Regions from separate parts of the Mus musculus genome. Here region 2 is linked to region 1. Evidence: chromatin contacts called from public Hi-C data. All regions are on one chromosome and are shown on one strand. The core of a region is the stretch at or near the end of the contact, and the rest is flanking DNA. Distances in the headings are between cores, read along the strand shown. Region 1 holds the start of AA386476 (expressed sequence AA386476). Region 2 holds the start of Hmgb2 (high mobility group box 2).

The links. Hi-C and Micro-C count contacts between places; a contact is called where the count stands out from the background.
Region 2: a contact with region 1 is called in a Hi-C map of B cells, with 5 read pairs. The contact joins the promoter of Hmgb2 here to the promoter of AA386476 in region 1.

The regions. Positions count from the first base shown.
Region 1 is chr8:47,670,569-47,677,895 of GRCm38.p6, reverse strand. AA386476 (expressed sequence AA386476) reads right to left here and starts at 2,505. Exons shown (of 1, transcript NR_166692.1): 1 at 1-2,505. It overlaps Ing2 (inhibitor of growth family, member 2), which reads left to right and starts at 2,737. Exons shown (of 2, transcript NM_023503.3): 1 at 2,737-3,390. The coding sequence starts at 3,216.
Region 2 is chr8:57,507,505-57,514,831 of GRCm38.p6, reverse strand. It overlaps Hmgb2 (high mobility group box 2), which reads right to left and starts at 2,989. Exons shown (of 5, transcript NM_008252.3): 1 at 2,827-2,989; 2 at 2,084-2,257; 3 at 1,625-1,770; 4 at 1,368-1,542; 5 at 1-866. The coding sequence starts at 2,233. The coding sequence ends at 705. 2500002B13Rik (RIKEN cDNA 2500002B13 gene) reads right to left here. Exons shown (of 4, transcript NR_126553.1): 4 at 4,570-4,744.

The sequences.
Region 1 (7,327 bases), core at 1,256-3,755:
GGCATGTACATGGTACACAGCCACCAATCAAAGAAAAGAAAAAAGGGAAAAAAATGAAATATTAAACAGAAGAAAAGATTTTCTAATGTAATCAGCTTAATTCAGGCAGAAACTGTTTTCCCTCAGTTCCTGCTAGTTTGCTTTTAATCAGTTGAGACTGTTTCTCTCATCTCATACCATATTAACTATGGACATAAACATTTTAGTATAAAAGAAATAGGCTTGAGGACATTTCCCATTAGGCACCTAATAAAAGGCACATAATAGACTTAGTCCAGTAATTTGAAGCCAATTGCACACTATTGGGGGGGGGGCATCAGCTACTTATCTTTTTCCAGGTCAGTTTAAGAGCAGGACAAAATACTAAAGAACAACCCTGCCCATCCCACCCCAGAATAGCATCAATTTCTAGAGTGTAGAGTGGGAGATTTTTAAATTTTGCGTTCAGGAGTTAGGAGACCCACTCTGAAGAGGCCATATGAGTAGCTACTTTAAGAGAAGGACACTGATAAATAGCTTGGGTCAAGAGCTGGAATTGCAAGGACTAAAGAATGCAATGCCTACTTCCCATCCTCGAGTAAACATTTTCCCCACACAGGCTGCTTCCAGAAGGATGCCAGAATTAGATTAACCTGTATGAATAAATGCAGCAAGAAAAGCACACCTGCACTAATCCATACACATTATCATGTTTTAAGTTCACAAAGTTTCTATCAGTGCCAGTGGAAAACAGGGATCTGGAGTTCTTTCTCGTCCTTCAGTCTGTCAGAATTATTTGAGGTACCAAGAATGCTTTCCAAAATCCTTCCTTGCTTCTCAACTTGTTTTTTTTTTTTTTTTGCTCTTGGTAAGTCACAACCAGTCAGCCTGCAGCTCAGTAAAGCAGGCTGTATAAAATCCATGGGCCCATACAGTGTCTAACTCCAATCAGTAAGAAACAGGGCAGCTTGCAGTAATTCCACCTTTTAGCTAGAATTGGCTGAACCAAGTTTGTGAGTAAATACAAAAATTAATTCAGGTTTTAAAAAAAGGGAACAAGCTGGGCAGTGGTGGCACACGCCTTTAACTCAGCACTTGGGGGGCAGAGGCAGAAGGATTTCTGAGTTTGAGGCCAGTCTGGTCTAGAGAGTGAGCTCCAGGACAGCCAGGGCTACACAGAGAAACCCTGTCTCGAAATCAAAACCAAACCAAACCAAACCAAACCAAAAACAAAATAACAACAAAATCAAGTCAATAACCTTAACAATGGTTATTTTCAACAAGACCTGGCTCTTTAATATTAAATAATGGAAAGAAAATTCGTCCCACGTTCTCAGAAATTCAATAAATACTGTGCTTGCCTCGGTTGGCTTAATACTCCACTGATCAAAATCTCAGCGTTAAAGTACATTAACACATTAGTTCCCAGGCCTTCCAATATAGCCCTTGTCCTCAGGACGCCGAATTCCGCGTTGTGTTTTGTCGAAATCCAAATTTTCATCTAGACCAGGACCTAGGTTTCCCTTGGCATCCCAACAGCTGCTTAATATACCCCACTGTATGAAAGTGTGCTGAACAGGCCGGGCAACAGGTATAGCGCTGCAAACCGGGCAAGAGCACCCAAACTTAGCACTCTGGCGTTTTCTCTCTTCTCATTCAAAGACGCCGCTCCCATTGGGCATCTCATCTGAATTAAGCGACTACTCTTTCTTATACCTATTTCGGTTGGGGGGGGGGGGGAGAACCAAAACCAAAACAGCTCACATATTTATATACATTCCGGAAGTCTATCCGTAATTACAGTGAGCTCCTCCTACCGGCATTTCACTGATGGTACTGGGGGAGTAAGGCGGATAATCCCTCACACGGAAAGCACCGCACTCGGTGGTTGATCCGATTTCTAATCCCATCTGCACTGATCCCCTGCTGGCTAGTGGTGAAGCCGAGTGAAAAGACAGTGAGGACTGTGTGTCCTCGCTGGCGGGTGATGCCTAGGCGATTCGACATCTGACAACAGTTTCCTTAAGATGGTTTGGGACTGGGGACCGGGGCGGCGTGCAGCCTTGCCACCTCCCTAAACCAAACTCTTAAGCGCGAGGAGGGGGAGCAGACCCTGAGAGCCACCCCGGCGCTGGGGGGTGGAGGGGCCGCACGCAAGGCGGGGAGTCCGCATTTAAAAGGGCAGAGGGCGCACCGCCTACCTCCGCGGTCCGCCCCGGTGCTCCGGGACCGTGGCCGCGGGGCGCTCGGCGGGAAGTCGCCGCGCATGCCCGGAGCCGCGCCCGCTGCACCCTGGGTCGCCTTAGTTCCCCCTCAGGCCTCACTCGGCCAGCGGCGCCCAGGGGCCGCTCGCTGCTGTCTTGGAGGCTCGCGAGGGAGGCGCTGGATCCGCCAGATGGAGGCAAGGTCGGTAACTCGGGGCCGAGCGAGCCGAGCCGGCGCTTCCTATCCCTGTAGGGGAACAGAAACGAAGAGAGCGGTCGCCCGGCCTCTCGGGGGCAACCGTCAGGACTTCGGTCGAAGGGGGCAGGCTCAGCCATGCGGTCCCTTTAAGAGGGGGCGGGGCGCGGCCTGCCGTTTGGCCGGCCTCCGCACCCTCCCCCCGCCCCCAGGCGAGAGCTGACAGACCAATCGCCCGGGTGGCGCAGGGAAGGCGGGAGAATGCGAACTCTTCGGTAGGACGATAGGGGCGGGGCCCCAGCCTTATTAGGAGTGAGTGCTGCGCAGGCGCAGATGCGGTCGCTGGCCAAGGGGCGGGGACTAGTCCTGTGAGACTCCGACAGGCACGGAGGCTGATAGAGAGGCGAGAGGGTAGCGAGGGGCTTGTCACGGGGATCCGGGCGACCGGGCAGCCCCGGTAGTGTCTGGGGAGTCCCCGGGGGGGACAGCCAGCGTCGCTGCCTGGGAGCCCCGGCGCCATCGGCCGCGGGGAACCCCGCTGCTCGCTCTCCTAGAGAGGGAGGGGGCCGGAGGGAGCCCCGGTCTCGCCCCGCCCCTGGGCTTGTTACCGCGGGGGCGGGGAGTAAGGGCTTCTTCTTGGGGGAGTGGAGATCGGGGGACTCGGCGGTGCCCTCTCGAGCGGCGGCCGTGTCCCCGCGGCGCCGGGCTGCCGAGCGGAGGAGCGGCGGTCGTGGCTGTTGCATGTGTGGCTGCTGGATGCGGAGGCGGCGGCGGCGGCGGCGGCGAGGAGCAGCAGCAGCGGCGGCGGCGGCGGTGGTGGTGGTGGCGGCGGCAGGATGTTAGGGCAGCAGCAGCAGCAGCAGCTGTACTCGTCGGCCGCGCTCCTGACCGGAGAGCGGAGCCGGCTGCTCTCCTGCTACGTGCAGGACTACCTGGAGTGTGTGGAGTCGCTGCCCCACGACATGCAGAGGAACGTGTCGGTGCTGCGGGAGCTGGACAACAAATACCAAGGTACTTTCCCTTCTTTCGGGTGACAGTGTGCGCCGAGTGCACCGAGCGATCTGGTGTGTGGGGCCGGGAAGCGGTTGTGTGTGTGTGTGTGTGTGTCTGGGTGGGGGGACGGCACAGCACACTCGCGGCCCTCCCTGTCCCGGCTGCGGCTGACGAGGACTTCCGAGGACCGCCCGTCCGTCAGCCCCCGTTGCAGCTCCGGCGGCTGGCTGCAGCTGCCGCGGACGGGAATCAGCCATTTTTAAGCGAGCATTTGTTCCGGTGCCTGCCGGTTGGGTGCCGCACACTGTCCTGCCCGGGGCTGGAGAGTGTGCAACGAGCAGGGTTGCGGGGCTGGACCGGGGTGCTGGGCCTGCTTAGCCCCTTGCCTGCTGGGGCTCCCTCCGTCTGCGAGCAGATGCATTGGAACGTATGGGGGGGAGGGGGCGAGAGGACGGCGGAGGTGGACTCGGGAGATGCCTCTCCCCCCACCCCCACCCCCCTCCAGCTCCCGGCGTGGCGCGGGACTGGGACGGTCTGTGCTTCCCTCTCGCCCCGGGGAAAGTTCCGGGCCGCCCGGTGTCTCACTCAGCCCTTCTTCGGCTACTGCCAAATGGTTAAAGGGGGAGGGGTTCCCCCGCAGGGCGAGACGGAGAAGGGGTGTGTGTGTTGTGTATGTGTGTGCGTCCGTGTGTGTGTGTGCGTGTGTGTGTGAGTGTGTGGCGGGGAGGGTCCGGCCTAGGGGCGGGGCCTGCAGGTGTGACGTCGTATGGGCGGGGCGCGCGCTCCCGCGGGAGTCGGCCACGGCGGGCTGCTCGGAAGGGTCCTGGGGTGGACTGAACCCATTGCTGGGCGGGACGGTCGGTGGGCCTGGGCGGAGTCAGTGTTGGGTGTTGGGAGAGATATTTCAAATCTCTCCCTAGCCCCCCCCCCCACCCCGGTTAGTGAATCAAGACGCGGACACCGCCGTGGGGGACTGTCTCTGACCCTGGCTCAGCGTAGGTTCCGGGCCATGTGTCACTTCCGGACTTCTGGAGGAAGTGGGTTCGTTGGCTGGGCAACCACCTGGCGTCTTTGCACCCTTGGGTTCCTCCTCCACCAAGTTTAAATGAGGAGAAAAGCTTTTTCTTGTCATCAAAGAAACTAGGACAGGGAATATCTTCAGGGATTGTCATACCTTTCTCCTGCTAGGACAGGAGAAATTTAAATGGGGATACGTTCAGCCTTTAGTAACCCCTAGTCAAGAAACTGTGTAGACCTAATATGGACCATAAAAACAACTTGGAGTCATTCTGTTTCCCCAGACCATCCCCAGTCCTGTAACTTAATCCTGTAATACACCCCATGGTGACTTAGCATGTAAGAGCACTTAGGTGTTTTCAATCGACAAACTTGTTTTCTAAGTCTCTCACTGTTTATAGTATAACAGTGTTTTCACCAGATTCAAAGACTTATGAGGTAAAAATCTACTTTTATAGACAAAATTTATAGGGATGGTATAATGAATTCAGTTAATTGGTGGAGAATATTTTATTTCAAAGCTGTCTGCTTTTAAAACCGTTTTAAAACTGTGACTCCTCTCAATCCCAAGAGATTGAAGTTAGGACTCACACAGGATAGGTAAAGGCCCTACAAGTTCACCCTTTCAAAAAATGAAAATCATTCTGTGGTATTTTCTGCAGACATAGGGAACATACATGAATGGCAACCTAGCATGAGAATTCTGTGCCAAAATATGTAGTTTTTTTTCTTTAAAAGCGCAAAGCTTAGACTTTTAGATTGGTAGTGACATAATTTTTTGACAGGGAAATCTGTGATACCAGTTACCTGTAATTGTCATAAACTGTTCAGGTAACATGAATAGTAGATCTTACAAGACTGAGAGGTTAATGCAAACCAGCTCCATTATGATTGAGATTAATTCCAAGATTAATACACAAATCGTGGTCTAGCTTCTGCATAGGCACAGAGTTGCTAAGCTCAACTTCACAGTTTTATTTTTGTTAGAAGCTTTATATATTTTTGTTTTCTTGGTCCAGATTTTATATTCACTGATTCTTAAGTATTTTCTAGTATGGGGGTCTAATGTTACTGTGCCTTTCAGAAATTATTGCATGGTTCATTAAGTAGAGAAACAAAGAAAAAGCACAACTGGTTTAAATATTTATTGCAGGATATGGCTATAGGAAGCCTTCATTGTCTCCTCAGCATTTCATTCATAATTTTCTAGAGAAATCTTAGCCTTTGAGCTAGAATGTAATGTGGGATTTCCGATGCCGTTTGTACAGTGTATGGAAAGTGTTGCATGATCAGATGTGCACGTTTGGCAGTTCAAAGTCTGAAGGTCTTGATCATTGTTTCCCACTTCAGGTAGCAGTGATTGCATTCTCACAGGTTTACTCTGGAGGCATTTTTTTAAGTGCTGAACATTGAACCTAGGGTCTCACGCATGTGTAGCAAGCAATAGCAGCCTACCACTGAATTGTTCCCAAACCCTCTTTTCACTCTTTATTTTAATATAGGAGGTCATTGAGTTACCCAGAAGAGCCTTGAACCCACTGTGTAGCCCAGACAGCTTTTGAAGTTGGGATCCTCCTGCCTCACTTTCTCAAGTAGCTGCCACTAGCAGCTTGTGGCACTAGGCCAGCAAGATGAAAGGAAAAAATCTCTAGCCCACAATATGGGCTGAGTACTTCTTTAAAATTTGCTTTTTTTTCCCCTCACTGTATAGTTAAGGTGTCTTTATAAATTTTTATCTCATCACAGTGTTAGTGTGCAAGTATGACACAAGGAATATTTAACTCCAATTATGAGATCTAAAATACTTGAAATGAAGTTTATGTTTTTTATAATCTTTATTTTGTGTCTAACAAGGAAATAGCTAATGTCTTTATTTTTCCCATAAGAAAATTAGGCTCGTAGGAAATGCACTTATATGCCTACTTCAGCAAAGTTTTGGATATATTTGTTTGTTTGTTTCAAACGTGAAATGCACAGGCCAACAAGATGGCTCAGTTGGTAAAAAAGGTTTCCAGCCAAGCCTGACAACCTGAGTTCAACCCTGGAACTCACATGGTGGAAGGATAGAACCGATTCCCATAGATTGTCCTCTGGCCTCCATGAGGAGTGCGGTGGCATTGCCCGATAGCTTACACACACATGTGCACACACACACACACACACACACAGAGTGCTTAAAAATGTAAAGCTATGGTGTGAGTCTTCTTTACCCTCAGCTCTTGTGGCAAAATTGACCATCAAGTATTACTACCTGCGATTTCCAGGAAGAAGGGAGTCTAGCAATGTTGTTCTACTTATTCACGTTTGTTCCCTGCTGTCAGATAGCCAGCATCATGCACTTATTTAACAGTTCTGCTCTTTATATTGGAATATGAAGCAGTGATGAGGGATGCAATAGTAATACCATTGAAGCTAAAACATGGGGTGGTAATGGAATATTGAAATCTAAGAGCTACTGTTCATTTATTTATTTTTTTAACCCTCAGGAAAACAGACCTTTTTCATGTAGAATTATAGATTTGAATGAAACTAAACTAAATTAGATCTTTGACTTGTGAAATTGTACATTCTGGTGACTCAGCCATTGCTTGATTTAAAAGTGTTCAACTTTTAATACCATTGCATCAGCAGCGTCAGCAAGCATTGACTCAACTGCTGAGTTAGATACAAAGGGAGAATGGTCCAGTGCTGACTTGACTTAATTCTGTAGTGGCTTGGTCACTGGATGCCAGCAACAGCAGATCTACTCTGGAAGTAGTTTTGGTTTTCAGAATTTCCCATGTGATGCCCAAATAAAAGAGCCATTTAAAACTAAGTTGTCAGGAAGCTAAGAAATGCTGACAGCTGCCCTTTTTAAAGGGTGTCTAAGGTAAGGATATGAAAATTAAGGTAATGTGTCTCTCTGGAGTCATGTAACAAGTCACTGATTGAGCTATAA
Region 2 (7,327 bases), core at 1,740-4,239, 9.8 Mb before region 1:
CAAAATATTTTAGTATACTAAACTACCCAAAGCCTAAAAATTTAAAAGATCATACCCCGACTCCAAATTTGAGTGGATAATCTTTTAGACTTACTATTTGTACAATCACAGAACTTTTAAAGTTTTTTTAAGTCTATTTGCTCTGGAAATCAAGGCAGTATGTCCTTAACGCTTTAACCTGTTGCTAATATGTTAGCTTGTGGTCATTAAAAGAAATTGGCCCTTCTAACCACAAAAATCAGAGAAGCAAATTAGTAAATGGTTAACACAAAACTTAACTGTGTAAAAAGACTAACATGCCTGTATCTGTTTAAGGAAAAATTAATACAAACACAATGCAAATTAATATACATTATTTTATTACAAATTTAAAAAAAAACAAAAAAATGCAACATCCTAAAAAAAATTTTTACTGGTAATACAAATTCCTATGAAGTTTTTTTTTTGCTAGCATAAGAAATTAAAGAAACCATTAAATATTTAGAAACATTCAACATCAAAAGCTTTAAATCTAACTGTAGTTGTAGCCCCTGAAAAAGCTACAAACTCTTCTTAAAAAGTATTTTCTCTACAAAGAATCTCATCAGCTATACAAAAATCTGTACAGTTTTTATACTGAAGCTAATGTTGAGCTGCACTTGAATTTCACATTCTTAGCAAAATAATTGCCTGAGCAAATATACTCCACACTTTAGGACAGCCACTTATTCTTCATCCTCCTCTTCTTCCTCGTCATCTTCCTCCTCTTCCTCCTCTTCTTCCTCCTCCTCATCTTCTGGTTCGTTCTTCTTCTTTGAGCCTGTTGGCCTACCAGGACCCTTCTTTCCTGCTTCACTTTTGCCCTTGGCACGGTATGCAGCAATATCCTGAAACATTGTCAAAGTAAGATCAGCATCCGATACCACTACTCAAGTGTGAAAAACCACTTAATTGTAAACAATTTAACATCGACCAAAACCCTTATTAGCTGGTATTCAAACCACTCCAGGTTTGAGAGCAATTGTTCCCTCCATGCTTGAGAAAGCACATCAGGTAACTAATGAGAGCTCCCTGAGATCAGTTACTGCACTTTTACTATCAATGTCAACCCCTTTCGCACCTTATATTTATATTTAATATACAAACTACCTAAAAACATAGCTGGCACTCTACCCTCTAAAATAGATTTACACAACTACCACGAGTGTACAGGCAGGAAATTTGCAAGGGCCACAAAACACAGTATCACAAGGTGAACTTGTCTGTACTGCTCAACTTTCATCTGGGGTTTCCAAAAACTGACAGGCAGTGGTTAACAAATATCCCAAGTTCCTACAGCTGACATATATCATATAGAAATATCAGTTATTATTTAAAAGGCACCGTACCTTTTCATACTTCTCCTTTAGTTTAGCTGCTTTCTGCTCATACGGTTGTTTATCTTTGGCAGATTGCTCAGACCACATCTCACCCAGTTTCTTCGCAGTATCTCCAATAGACAGGCCTGGGTGTTCAATTTTGATCTTTGGGCGATTTTCAGAGCAAAACAGGAAGAAGGCAGACCTGCAAGGAAGCAAGAGTTAACAAATAGAGGACGATGGGGGCTGGGGGGGCGATGGGTTCGTTAGTTCTCAGATCAACTTACGGTGGTCTCTTCGGAGCATTGGGGTCTTTTTTCTTTCCTTTCTTATCCCCTTTGGGAGGAACATAGTTCTTCATCTCCCTGTCATAACGAGCTTTGTCGCTCTTGGCCAAATCTTCAAACTTGGACTTTTCCTTTGCAGACATGGTCTATGGGGCAGAAAAAACGAGTCAATCGGCAAGGACTTCAAAGCTCCTAGCTGTCCGAGTAATAAAGAAAGTGGATAAACAAATAAGTCGAGTCAATCTGTAAACTCTGAGGCATTTGCATTAAGGGCGCCCTCGGCTTGGAGACCAACCTTTAAAACCCTCGGGTCCCCAGGGTGGCAAAAGCTCGCGCGCTCCCTGGTCCCTGTCGTCCCCCCCCCCCATCCGACCCGCCCCCGCCCGCGGGGACCCGCCAAAAGCAGCCCGGAAACGGCCTGCAGCCGGGCACGCGCGCCGCCCGCCCTCCCTCCCTCACCTTCCATCTCTCGGAGCATTTCTTGGAGAACTCGGCGAAGTTCACCGACGAGTCGGGATGCTTCTTCTTGTGCTCCTCGCGGCAGGTCTGCACGAAGAAGGCGTACGAGGACATTTTGCCCCGCGGCTTGTTGGGGTCACCCTTGCCCATGACGACGGCGCGGCGTCTGTCTACCTGCCGAGGAGAAAGCCGTGTCCGGACCGGGGACCGGGGTGGGGACCCGCGGGGAGGGGGCTGCAAGGAGTGAGGAGCGTGGGGGAGGGGAGCGGGGACAGCGGGGAGGGGGGGGATTCCGCTCCGCTTCCCGCCTAAACCCCGCGCGCCCCCGCGAGCGAGCGCGGGAGCGCGCGCCCCGGCCAGGCCCGGCCCAGCCCAGCCCCAGCCGGCTCCGACCCGCCCGACTCGCCCGCCCGCCCGCGCCTCAGCCCCTCGCCCGGAGGCCGAAAGCCGCCGCCGGCCGCGCGCCCTCCCTGACAGAAAAGCCGCGCGCCTTACACTTACACAAGCCACCGCGAGACCCACAGCCAATCCAGTTTTTAAGAAAGAGACAGAGAGAAAGAAAAAGAAACGCGGCCGGGCTCAAGGGCTTTCTGGCCGCCCTCCATGGCCCCGGCCCTCACCCAAAGACTCGGCCGCCCTCTAAAGCCGCCGAAGCCGCCACGCCGAAGCCCGGCAGACGTCCCCCCACGTCTACGCGTTAAGAGCCAGGCCGCCAAGCCCCGGGCCTCCCGGCCGAACCTTACCTGCTGCGAGCGCTGCTTCCCTCAGACCTCCGCAGAGAGACTTCCTTCCCCAAGCTCCGGCGAGAACTGGTTTCTCGCTAACGCAATCCCCAGCCTCTTGTTTTGCAGAGTTCTCCGCGCCACGGCAACTTGACCAGACCAGTCGCGGGCCACACCTCCCTCCGCTCTGATTGGCTGTGGAGGATTATTCAAACCCGGAGAGTCCCCGCCCCCCCACGGAGAAGGCTTCCGATTGGTGGGTGTCTGGCCAGGCCCGTCCCTCCAGGCTAAGCCTAGCAGGTTCGGTGGGTCTCCCAGGTCGTTAACTCCCAGACCCGTTGGAACCGGTCTAGAGAGGAATGTACTGCTCGGCCCTGATTGGCGGCAGGAAAAGCGTTTGAAAAATGGCGGGCCCGCTGCTGATTGGCCATGAGGGTGGGGCAGGCCCCGAGAGGAACTGCCCCGGCCAGATTTAAAACTAGCAAGGAGGGCGCCTGGCGCTAAACTCTTCAGGTGATAAAGATGGCTCCGAGGTGACTAAAGGCGCTAGGCCAGCCGCGGTTTGGATGCCGTGGCCTGCCTGGGGCTCAGCTACGAGTTCACGAAATAAAAAAATGGGAAGAAAGTGGGGAGCCCGCGGCGCGGAGCCATGATGAGGCCGAGGTGGAACCGGAGCACGGCGGGCGGGGAGCCTCAGACTGTGCGGAGAGTCTCACGGACTCCTAGCCGCGTCCCCTAGTGATTTAAAAATAAATAAAGTAGCCCTCGCCCTCCGATCGGAGCCATGCCTGCCTCCGCGCCGGGACGGCGTCTTCCACAGCTGACCCGCCTAAGATCTGCGGGTTGGCCGCACTGCACCCCAACACTTCGCGGGCGCGGGTGGGAGGCCAGGGTCCCTCACCTTGCCGGTCAAGCTGCTTTCCGGGGAAGGAGGGCTCGGTCCTAACAGGCCATTTCTGCCTTGTGATTTGGCTGTGGAGAGCTCTTTCCCCCCCCCCCCCCTCGCAGATTGACGCGTATGTGGCACCGCTGTTTTCACGGATTTTCAATGTTTTCTACCCCCAGCAACTTTGCTTGCATTTGCGGGGCTGCCCTCCTGTTTGGTTCCTGTGTGAGGATCATTTTCGATAGTGCTTAAGGACTTAGCGGTTCTTAACTTTCTTTTTAAAAAGTAGACTTGAACGTTGTGTTTTTCTTGGAAATGGATGATGGTTCAGCATTGCGAATATACTTAATGCCGGCAAACAGTGGTCCGCCTTTATGTTCTACGACAATAAAAACAATAAGGTGCCAGTTAGGTGTGGGGGCATATTTTCCCGCTTTAAGGGTACCACCAGATTTGTTTTTTTGGTTTTTGGTTTGCTTTTTGTTGTTGTATGTTTTGGTTTTTCAAGATAGGGTCTCCTGGCCGGTGTGTAGCCTGGCTGTCCTGGAACTCACTAAATACTCCAGACTGACCTTGAACTCAGAATTCACCTGCTTCTGCCTGGGATTAAAGGGGTGTACCACCATACCTGGCTAAGGTGTCAGAATTTTGTTAATCGTAATGCTTATAAATTGTGTCTACCTGAAATCTTACATCTAATAAATGACAGTTGCAACTAACCTATAAACCAGACACGCACAGTCAAGCTCACCAAACCTGAGTGTATTATTCAAATAGCATTGTAAGTGAAATTACTGATGCACTACACGTTTACATCATGTATTTAAGTGTTACGTGTACCAGGGTTCTCTAGCGAAACAAAACCAATAGACTGAATCTATATGTAGGAGATTTATTAGAACGACTTATAGGCTGTGGTCCAACAATGGCTGACTAACAGTGAAAGGTCCAAGAAGCCAGAAGTTGTTCAGTCCACAAGGCTGGATGTCCCACATGGTTTTCAGTATAAGCAGAATCCTGAAGAAGTAGGCTCTAATGGCAGTGAAGTAATTTCTAGGAAGAGCAAGAGCAAGCAAGCATTCTTTTTTCATGTCCTTTATAAGGCTGCTAGAAGAAGGTGTGGCCCATATTAAAGATGGATCTTCCTGCCTCAAAAAAAATCAGGGTTAAAAGTGGATCTTCCACTTTAAATGATTTGGGGGGGGGGGTGTTTCGAGACAGGGTTTCTCTGTATAGCTTTGGCTGTCCTGGAACTCACTCTGTAGACCAGGCTGGCCTCAAACTCAGAAATCCACCTGCCTCTGCCTCCCAAGTTCTGGGATTAAAGGAATGTGGTTTTTTGTGTGTTTGTTTTTTGATTTGTTTTGCTTTTGTTTTTTTGGTTTTTCGAGACAGGGTTTCTCTGTAGCCCTGGGTGTCCTGGAACTCTCACTCTGTAGACCAGGCTGGCCTCGAACTCAGAAATCTGCCTGCCTCTGCCTCCCAAGTGCTGGGTTTAAAGGCGTGGGCCACCATGCCCGGCCACTTTAAGTGATTTAATTAAGGGGGGAAAATCCCTCACAGGTGTACCCAGCTACTTTTTTGGCTTTAAAGTTAATTTCAGATGTAGTCAAATTGACAACCAATAGTCTTTAGCATCACATGTGGTTTGGCATTTCTTTTACAAGACAATCATGTCGTAAAGTAGATTGTACTTATATAAAAGTTGCATATTTATTCAAGAAATGTTGACTCTGCCAAGCACTGAGTTTAGTAGTAGAATTGGGAAGATGAAGTGTGGTTGTGGTGGCTTGAATAGCTTTGGCTTCTAGAAACTCATGTGTGTACATGCTTGGCCCAGGGAATGCACTACTAGGAGGTGTGGCCTTGTTAGACGAAGTCTCTCAATATGAGGGTGGGCTTTGAGATCTTCCTCCTAGCTCCCTGGAGACAGTCATCTCCTTGTTGCCTTCAGAACAAGATGTAGAACTCTAAGCTACAGAGAACCAGCGTGCCTGCCTGAACACTGCCATGTTTCCCACCTTGATGATAATGGACTAAACCTATAAGCCAGCCCCAATTGGATGTAGTCCTTTTTAAGAGTTGCTTTGGTCAATTGTGTGTCTTCACAGCAACGGAAACCCTAACTAAGACAGTGGTCTTTGCTGTCAGAACATTTAGTGTAGAGAGAGACGAAAATAAACAGTACAAGATAATGATAATATACTAAGAACATAATCACCTTAGCCATGAAGGCGTAGGAAGCCTATGTAAGCAGCACTGGAGCGGTTGAACAGGAAGTGTTTATTAGGCAGAGGAAGGGAGGGGCTCAGGCAGAAAGAACTTTGGGAGAACAATTACAAGTACCCTGTTACAGGATCTTAAGGCAGGAATGAGGCTGAGGCTGCTCTGGCAGCTTACAAAGAAATTTAGTCTTCCTCCCTTAGGCAAAGGAGCCACTAGAAAATATAAAGGAGAATCTGAATAGATGTTTTTCTTGTTAATCAAATATGTCTATGGCATGGTATAAATGAGGCCACATAATTTAGAAATTGAGTCACTGTGTTCATTTTTTTTCTGTAACTTCATATATATGAATAGTAATATAGTAATATTATTTATGTTACATATCATGGTAAATATATATATAGTATTACTATATTAAATATAGTATTACTATATTATATATATTTACCATGATGTATAATATAAATAATATATATAATATATATTTAGCATAATATATGTATAATACATACTAATATAATAAAAATATTGCCAAGTGTGGAGTGGTGGACTGTGATAGGCAGCCCAGCCCCTGGTCCAGCCCAGGCTAAAACCCTGGTGACCCCACAGGTGACCCCTCAGTGGGTAACCTGCAAGGGACCGTGGGTGCTTTGCCATGCTCCTGGACCCTTGGCTCCTGTCACATAGCTACATAGTCCCCCACAGTCCCCCCATAGAGAGGTCTGTGGCCATCAGTCACATAGGGGCAGCACCCCAAGCCCTCCCACATGCAGATAAGGTATTCCCAAACTCTCAGACCAACCCAATGGGAAGTACCTGCCTTCAGACCATGACCCACCCCAAAACTGTATCTAAGGGTCTCATCCAGGAGGAATAAAGGTGTGTGAGAACTACTCCATTGTCTGAGAGCTTCTGTCATAAGAGCTGCCACTTGGGAAGAGGTCTGTTCTCCTGAAACACCACCAGAAGCCACACACACACACACACACACACACACACACACACACACACACTCACACTCACACACTCCTCTCTGGCTAGTCAGCCTCTCATTGGCTTAGTCCGGCCTGACTCAGTGCAGGGTGACTGGTACAGCAGTGTCTTGGAGCAACTGAGGTGACTGAGGTGGAGCCAGCTGCTGCTGTGGAGGCAGTGGAGACAACTCCCTCTCCCTGCTCCCACTCTCTCCCCTTTGCCTGAAGCCTTGCGCCCAGCTGGGCCAGAGATCTCCGTGAAAAGCCCCCAGTACACAGGCCCACAGCCAGCATAGTACCACACAGCTTAAACCCCAGCACTCGGGAAGTAGAGTCTGAGCTAGCTTGGTTTACAAAGTGAGTTCCAGGATAGCCAGAGGTATGTACAGACCCAGTCTGTCTTAGTCAGGGTTTGTATTCTTGTACAAACACCATG